Regions from separate parts of the Hordeum vulgare genome. Here region 1 is linked to region 2. A link is a contact called in public Hi-C data. All regions are on one chromosome and are shown on one strand. The core of a region is the stretch at or near the end of the contact, and the rest is flanking DNA. Distances in the headings are between cores, read along the strand shown. Region 1 holds the start of LOC123404516 (respiratory burst oxidase homolog protein E-like). Region 2 holds the start of LOC123401829 (PTI1-like tyrosine-protein kinase At3g15890).

Region 1 (3,939 bases), core at 1,263-3,762, 950 kb after region 2:
CGTCCTGAATCCAACAAGCTTGGGTTTGCTCGATTCGGAGCTCGTATGCGAAAGTTATGGCTGTTTCAGTGATGAGCGGTAGTACCGCTGGACCTAGCGGTAGTACCGCTGGCCCTAGCGGTAGTACCGCTGACTAGCGGTAGTACCACTCCAGGAGCTTAGTACCGCCTGCCTAGCGGTTGTTCGTGGACGGACCTTTTTGAGAAGACTTTCTTGGCGGTGGTAGTGCCGTTGCACTACCATGGGCCCAGCGGTAGTACCACTGGGGCCAGCGGTAGTACCGCTGGAGTGCCAGCGGTAGTACCGCTGCAGCTAGCGGTAGTACCGCTAGCTGGCGGTAGTACCGCTGGAGTGCCAGCGGTAGTACCGCTGGAGTGCCAGCGGTAGTACCACTGCAGCCAGCGGTAGTACCGCTGGAGCTCGGGCAGAAAGTGGGGGTAACAGTCTGATTCCTTCCCCCACTATATAAAGGGGGTCTTCTTCCCCCTTGGTCTTATCCATCTGTTGAGCTCTTGTTCTACCTCCATTGTTGACATTCTTAGAGCTTGATTACTCTCAATCCCTCCAATGATTCTTGCTTGTTCTTGAGGGAAAAGAGAGAGGAGATCTAGATCCACATCTTCACCAATCACTTTCTCCTCTATGTGAGGGGAACCCCTTGGATCTTGATCTTGGAGTTCTTTGTGAGCTCCTTGTTCTTCCTCTCATATTTCTCCATAGCTTTTGTTGTTGTGGAGGGATTTGAGTGTGAGGGACTTGACCACTTCGTGTGTTCTTGCCATTGCATTAGTTGCATCGGTTTGAGTTCTCCACGGTGATACGTGGAAGTGAGAAGTTGAGAAGCTTACTACCTTTGGTACTTAGTACCCTTGATATTGTTATTCGTGGATGCTTTGGCGTCCTAGAAGCTTGGTGGTGTCTCGGAGCTCAATCATTGTGGTGTGAAGCTTTGGGAAGCGTCGGGGTCTCCAATTAGGTTGTGGAGATTGCCCCGAGCAATTTGTACGGGTACCGGTAACCGCCCCCAAGGGTTGCCACGTGTACGGGTTCGGTGACCGCCCCCAAGGGTTGCCATTTGTACGGGTTCGGTGACCACCCTCAAGGGTCCCTTAGTGGAATCACGGCATCTTGCATTGTGCGAGGGCGTGAGTAGATTACGGTGGCCTTAGTGGCATCTTGGGGAGCATTGTGCCTCCACACCGCTCTAACGGAGATTAGCATCCGCAAGGTGTGAACTTCGGGATACATCATTGTCTCCCCGTGCCTCGGTTATCTCTTACCCGAACCCTTTACTTATGCACCTTACTTTGTGATAGACATATTGTTTATTGTAATATATCTTGCTATCACTTAGTTGGTTATCTTGCTTAGCATAAGTTGTTGGTGCACATAGGTGAGCCTAGTTGTTTGTAGGTTTTGTGCTTGACATATTAAACGTTAGTTTTATTCCGCATTTGTTCAAGCCTAAACCTTAACTATTTTAAAGCGCCTATTCACCCCCCCCTCTAGGCGACATCCACGTCCTTTTCACGCCCGCACCTCTCGCCATTCGCTCCGGCGACCAAGCGCATTACCTGTTATCGGCACTAGCTTCCCCCGCCTCTCCTGCTTCTCCCACTGGCCGCTGCTGCTTCCTCCACCTTCTCTCCTCGCCGCCGTCCCTCGAGCGCATCATTCCTCCAACGAACAGCGTCCGACCGTCGTTCGTAGCTCTGACTTTTTGAGTTGTAATGATAACTGAACTACTTATTATTGATTTATTTTGTATGTCTTTGATCTCTTTGGTCTATGTTTAAGTAGAAAATATTTTTTATGCTGGACGCACGTTGAAATTTAGCGCGTCCGCGAAATGCTCACGCAATAGCATCAACGCTTTTGTTAAAGCAAAACACCAACCCAACGCGCTAAGGCTGGCCATAATGGGAGTATCATAGCTAATAACATAGTCTTGGGACTAGCAAACATGGTGATGTGGCAAGTAATTAAAGAAGAAAGAGAGGATTAGAGTAACATAGGTAGATACCGTAACATGTTAAATGCTATGCTACTATGTGTCATGCATGTCAATAAATGAGATCACCTATGATACTAGTTTATGATACTATGCACTATGAAGGTACTCCCTCCGGTCCTTTTTACTCCGCATATTAGATTTGGGTCAAGTCAAACTTTACAAAATTTGACCAAATATATATTGAAAAATATCAACATCTACAATACCAAATATACGTATCATGAAACTACCTTTCATAATGAATCTAACAATATTAATTTGACATTGTGAATGTTGATACATGTTTCTCTACATTTGGTCAAAGTAGAGATACTTTAACTTTGAACAAAGCTAATATGGAGACTACAAAGGACCGGAGGAAGTACTATCATATAATAGTAACATATGCATGATACTATTATATGTTACTCTCCACTATGAGCAGCCTAAACCCTATTTTGATGTTGATTTTTTTTTTTTTTGCGCTCCGTATTAAAGATGCTCTCACCGTTCGCCTACTCTCTCCATCTGGTCCACTTGGAATCGTCCGAGACTCGGCGCACTGAATCCCAACCACCCTGGAGAAGCAGGACTCCCGATCGAGCGGAGCATATACCTACATCCAAGCTTCACTTGCGACGAGGCGCAACCACGCCAGGTAAAATAAACTACCACTCCTAGTACCAAGGTGAAGCAGGGCAGAGCAACGGCTACAGTCTGCTACAGGTGAACCAGGGGTATGTTTCGTGGACGGAGAAGATAGCAGCGGTAGGGGCAGCACAGCGCAGGAGAGCCACCGGCCCGTCATGTGGACGCCGTCGCGAGGTCCGGGCAGCGGCCGGCGTGCCGGGCTCCGGCGCATCGCGGATTACATCGGCGACGACCACACCGACGCGTCCGACAACGAGTCGTTCATCACGTCGCACAGCGACGAGCTCCTCTCGTCGACGTCGGCCGCGGCCGGTGCCGGCGGCAGCGTCGGCATGCTGCCGGCGTTTCTCGCAGACCAGAGCGACCTCGTGGAGGTCATGCTGGAGCTGGACGAGGAGTCCATGGTGGTGCGCAGCGTGACGCCCACCGCGGGGCCGGCGGCGCCGGCCGGGGCCGGGACGCACACGCCGGGGAGCGGGCGCAACCTGAGCCGAAGCTCGTCGACCTCGTCCAAGATACGCAGGACGTTCGCTTGGCTGCGCTCGCCGGCGGCGTCGGCGCCGGAGCAGCCGCGGGAGGCGGCGATGGCGTCCCGGGAGCGAAGGCGCGTGCAGGCCAGGCTGGACCGCTCGCTGTCCGGCGCGAGGCGCGCGCTGAAGGGCCTCCGGTTCATCAGCCGCGCCACGGGCTCCGCTGAGGCCACCGCGCTCTGGGGCGCCGTCGAGGAGCGGTTCGACGCCCTCTCCCGCGACGGCCTCCTCGCCCGCGACGACTTCGGCGACTGCATCGGTACGCCGTGCAGCGTGCATGCATGCCACTTCGGCTCAACTCGGTTCACGGCACGATCGCGAGCTGGCATTGGTGACGAACTATTCGACGGTCGGTTTGCAGGGATGGTGGACTCCAAGGAGTTCGCAGTGGGCATCTTCGACGCGCTGGCGCGGCGGCGGCGGCAGACCCTCCAGCGGGTCACCAAGGAGGAGCTCCACGACTTCTGGCTCCAAATCTCCGACCAGAGCTTCGACGCGCGGCTGCAAATCTTCTTCGACATGTACGTACAGTACAGAACGATCATGTTGTTCCCCTGTTTTCTCCGGTCCGCGCAGGTGGCTCACGCATTTCTTGCGGCCATTGCCAAAAACAAATTTCAGGGTGGACACCAACGTCGACGGGAGGATCACGAGGGAGGAAGTGCAGGAGGTGCCGCCTCGATCCACTAAACGAATCTGCTCCTTATTACAGTACCACCTCCTAGTTACTAATTTAAACCACCGAACGGTAACAAGTTTGCAAGA
Region 2 (3,608 bases), core at 1,005-3,504:
TTGGGCAGTTTTAACTGTGTCATTTATAAACAACTTCTGAAGATAAACTTCTATATAGCTATTCCGTTTCAACTCCCTTTAATATGCTCATAGGATTCTAGAAAATACAAGCTACCAAGTTGTAGGCTTCTAGGAGTTTTCAGTTATGCACTTATGCCACTGCACAACAAACTAGCAGGTAGAAATATGGCCTAACTCTATCCAGTTCAGTGATCATAGCATGCGTCACTGACATTTGGGGTCCAGGGCCACCTGTCAGTGACACATGATGGGGCATCTTTTATCAAGAGGAAAACTAAGACGTGGCATTTTGATCGAACTTCCCTTAATTCTTTACTTATTAAGTTCTTCCCTAGTCAACCTCTTGCCTCATCCTTCATTTAAATATATCCTTATAAGTCTATCAAGATGTCATTTACTCCCTCCGTTCCTAAATATAAGTCTTTAAAGAGGTTTCACTAGTGGACTACATACGAATGTATATAGACATACTTTAGAGTGTAGATTCACTCATTTTGCTCTGTATGTAGACTCCTAGTGAAATATCTTAAAAGGCTTATATTTAGGAACGGAGGGAGTACATTTCTACTCCTAGTACAAGCAGATACTCAGAACAAACGTATAGTGATTGTCTGGCTTTGTGAAGACAGTATGATTGCATCTATCCAGGCCACATATGCTTTGTAATTTTCTATACCTCCTCAGCTGTATTCACACTTCACAATTATGGTCCTATCTAGCTTGTGATCATGAGACCTTTCACACTTCACAATTCTGGTCCTATCTAGCCTGTGATCATGAAACCTTCTCTGGCTACATCCTTGGTAAAGTGAATGCATAAAAAAGTAAAGCAACAGTTTTCTTTGACTTGAAAAGTAAACCAATAGTTGAAGGCGAGAGAAAGTCAGTTTTCCACTAGACCAGAAAGTTTGTTCTTTGCACGTTCAGAGAGGGTGGGTCCAGTTTGGGTTGCCGTTCATTCTCAAAGAATATTCACGAGCTTTGAAAACTACAACCACTTTAAATTTTCAATGCCACTACAAACCAGAAATAAATCACGAGACGAAACTAAATTCAGCTAAACCAGAAGCACCAACAACCGCAGGACTCCACTTCATTGTCCTGTTTGTAGCAGTAATAAGAAAAGGCGCTAGAAACGACAGATAAAACAAATGAGTGTGCACATAGCATAACACAAGTTGCAGCATATTGCATTTCTAATTTTTTAAGAGCGGGACTGCACCTGTGATCCGTCCCAGAGCTGGCCCCAGTAGACACTGCCGAATCCACCTTCACCAAGCTTGTTATCGTAGTTGAAATTGTTGGTCGCCAACTGAAGCTCCTTGAGTGAGAAGATCCGCCATGCCGTGTCCTTCTTCTTCTTCTTCCTGCCGGGTTGGGCCCTAGGAGCACACCAGATTATTAGAACTTCTTCAGCAGATTCAAGTACTTGTTGGGTACACTATGTAAGGCCGCAATGTTATCACTCTATCCAAGTATTCCCCCACAAGTTTGAAAAATTTCTTTCACAGCATCTTTTTTCTGAACAAACTACTTATGCATAAAAATCTGCACTCCATTCTATCTACAGCTCGTTAGCTGACCGCTGCAATTTAACAGCAATATTCACGATAATAACAACAGTAATATTTGTGTACTAATTTGATTTCTGAGCAAATCAGAAATGAAGCTCACAGATTTATGAACCCCAACCTCAGTATTTCCTCAGAATCAAAATCAATTGCTACTCAAGCTAATCAACAGCACATAATAACCTGATAAAGGGAGAATTCGTATGCTAATGGCTCCAATTCAACGTTCAACCTCCCACACAAGCCAACAGCAGATAAAAACTGGAACAATCTTGTAGTACGAGTTCCCCCAAAAGGCAGAAACCCCACCCTTGTACCCAACTTCCCCAAAACGGCAGGGAAATAATCCTAAGCTAAATCATCCCGTTGCCACTCACCCGTTGGACCGCTTGCAGCAGGAAAGCCACCCCATCCCCCGAGGTCGCGCTGGCTCCGGCCCCGAATCTCCCTCAAATCAGCACCAGCTCGCGCGAAGCCTGCCGAGTCGCGGCCGGGGAGCCCGCGGCAAGGCGGTCGCGACGGAAACCCGCCCTCAGCCTCCACACGCCGTCGGTGGCCGCAGGTCAGCGGGGGCAGCACAGGAGGGCTCAGTGGAGAGAGAGAGGGGGAGATGGGCAGCACAGGAGTTCTCGTTCTCGGGGCGTTGTCGGCTCCCTCGACGCGCACCGCTCCCCCACTAGCGCACGCAAAGCAGCAGCCGGGGCGCGGTCCGCTCACCCGCGAGCGGTGACCGGCCAGGGCGCGTCGTCCACGTGGCGGCGTCCGGTTGGCGGTTTTTGAACCAATGCGGTAACGGACCTAACGGTCGGGTTTACACCGGGGGAGGTGAGGTCACGCGGCGGGTAACGGGCCGGGTCGTTGGCTGCGGCCCTTTGGCTGACGGTGGGCCATGGGTTGTGGCTGGGGCCCGGGGTTTTTGTTTTTGCCTTTGTTTTTTGGGAAGGGGGGGGCGGGGGGGCTGGCTGTTGGATGGCTACGTTTGACCAAAGATGAGAAGATCGCTGGGGACACTTTGCTAAGATAATGGCGGAAAATGTTATTTTAGATGGATTGGGAGAACTGTTCTCGTCCAACGTGTGTAACGTATTGGTTGCCTCGTTGTTTTCTTGTGCAAATTGCGTTGCATCTTACTGTATTGTTTAACAAAAACATTCATTGGTTTAGAGCAATTAGTGTTAGTCGTTGTTACGAATTTTTTCTCTCCCTTGCTGGCAAAATTGACAAAAATGACCTCTCGAACGAAAAAACTCACGAAGTGAACCAGAACAATTTTTTTTACCCGACTCACTCTTTCATGTGGCGTCCGACACCTAGGCGCCACACTACACTGCATGACGTCTAAGACGTCAGCGCCACACGCCTGGCCATGCTGGCGCAGCTGGCCCCATGCGCAGGCAGTGCGACGTCTAAGCCTTAGGCGTCGCACCCTCTAAAGTGTGGCGCCGACTTATCCAGCCACGGGCCAGCCCCCTCCCCACTCCCTCCTCATTCCCCTCCCTTCACTTCACTTCACAGCTTGTGTTCTAGTCTTCCCCTTCCTCAAATCCCTCTTCAAATCAGCAGATCTGAAGGTTTGGACCGGGCATTTGTTGTCCAATCCCTCCCCTAAGGTAATCATCCAAACAAAAATCTTTTTTGGTCACTTTGTTGCAAATTTGAGGAAACCCTAGTTTTTCATGAAATGTAGGATGTATATGATATTGTTGTATTTGTTTGTATGCTAGGATAAGGGGTATGATGGGGTTAGGATTAGGGTTGTTTGGATGTTTGCATTATGGTTGTTTTAGGGTTAGGCTAGGGTTAGGATTAGGGTTGTTTGGATGTTTGCATTATGGTTGTGTTAGGGTTAGGTTAGGGTTAGGGTTATTTAGGAATAGGCTTTATTTTTATTAAGGAGATATTGTAGTATTTGGATGATTGCTTATAGAAAATATTGTATTTGTGTTGTTTAGGGATGGGAAGAACATGTGTTTATGTTCATCACGTGGACAAGGATGCCTTTTTAAAAGGCAATAT

What was found. Hi-C and Micro-C count contacts between places; a contact is called where the count stands out from the background.
Region 1: a contact with region 2 is called in a Hi-C map of leaf, with 5 times the contacts expected there. The contact joins the promoter of LOC123404516 here to the promoter of LOC123401829 in region 2. A contact is called at or near these places in 2 of 6 Hi-C or Micro-C datasets (leaf and seedling).

Annotation. Positions count from the first base shown.
Region 1 is chr6H:171,192,783-171,196,721 of MorexV3_pseudomolecules_assembly, forward strand. LOC123404516 (respiratory burst oxidase homolog protein E-like) reads left to right here and starts at 2,513. Exons shown (of 13, transcript XM_045098447.1): 1 at 2,513-3,433; 2 at 3,536-3,695; 3 at 3,796-3,844. The coding sequence starts at 2,800.
Region 2 is chr6H:170,243,873-170,247,480 of MorexV3_pseudomolecules_assembly, forward strand. It overlaps LOC123401829 (PTI1-like tyrosine-protein kinase At3g15890), which reads right to left and starts at 2,255. Exons shown (of 4, transcript XM_045095683.1): 1 at 1,970-2,255; 2 at 1,244-1,403. The coding sequence starts at 2,004.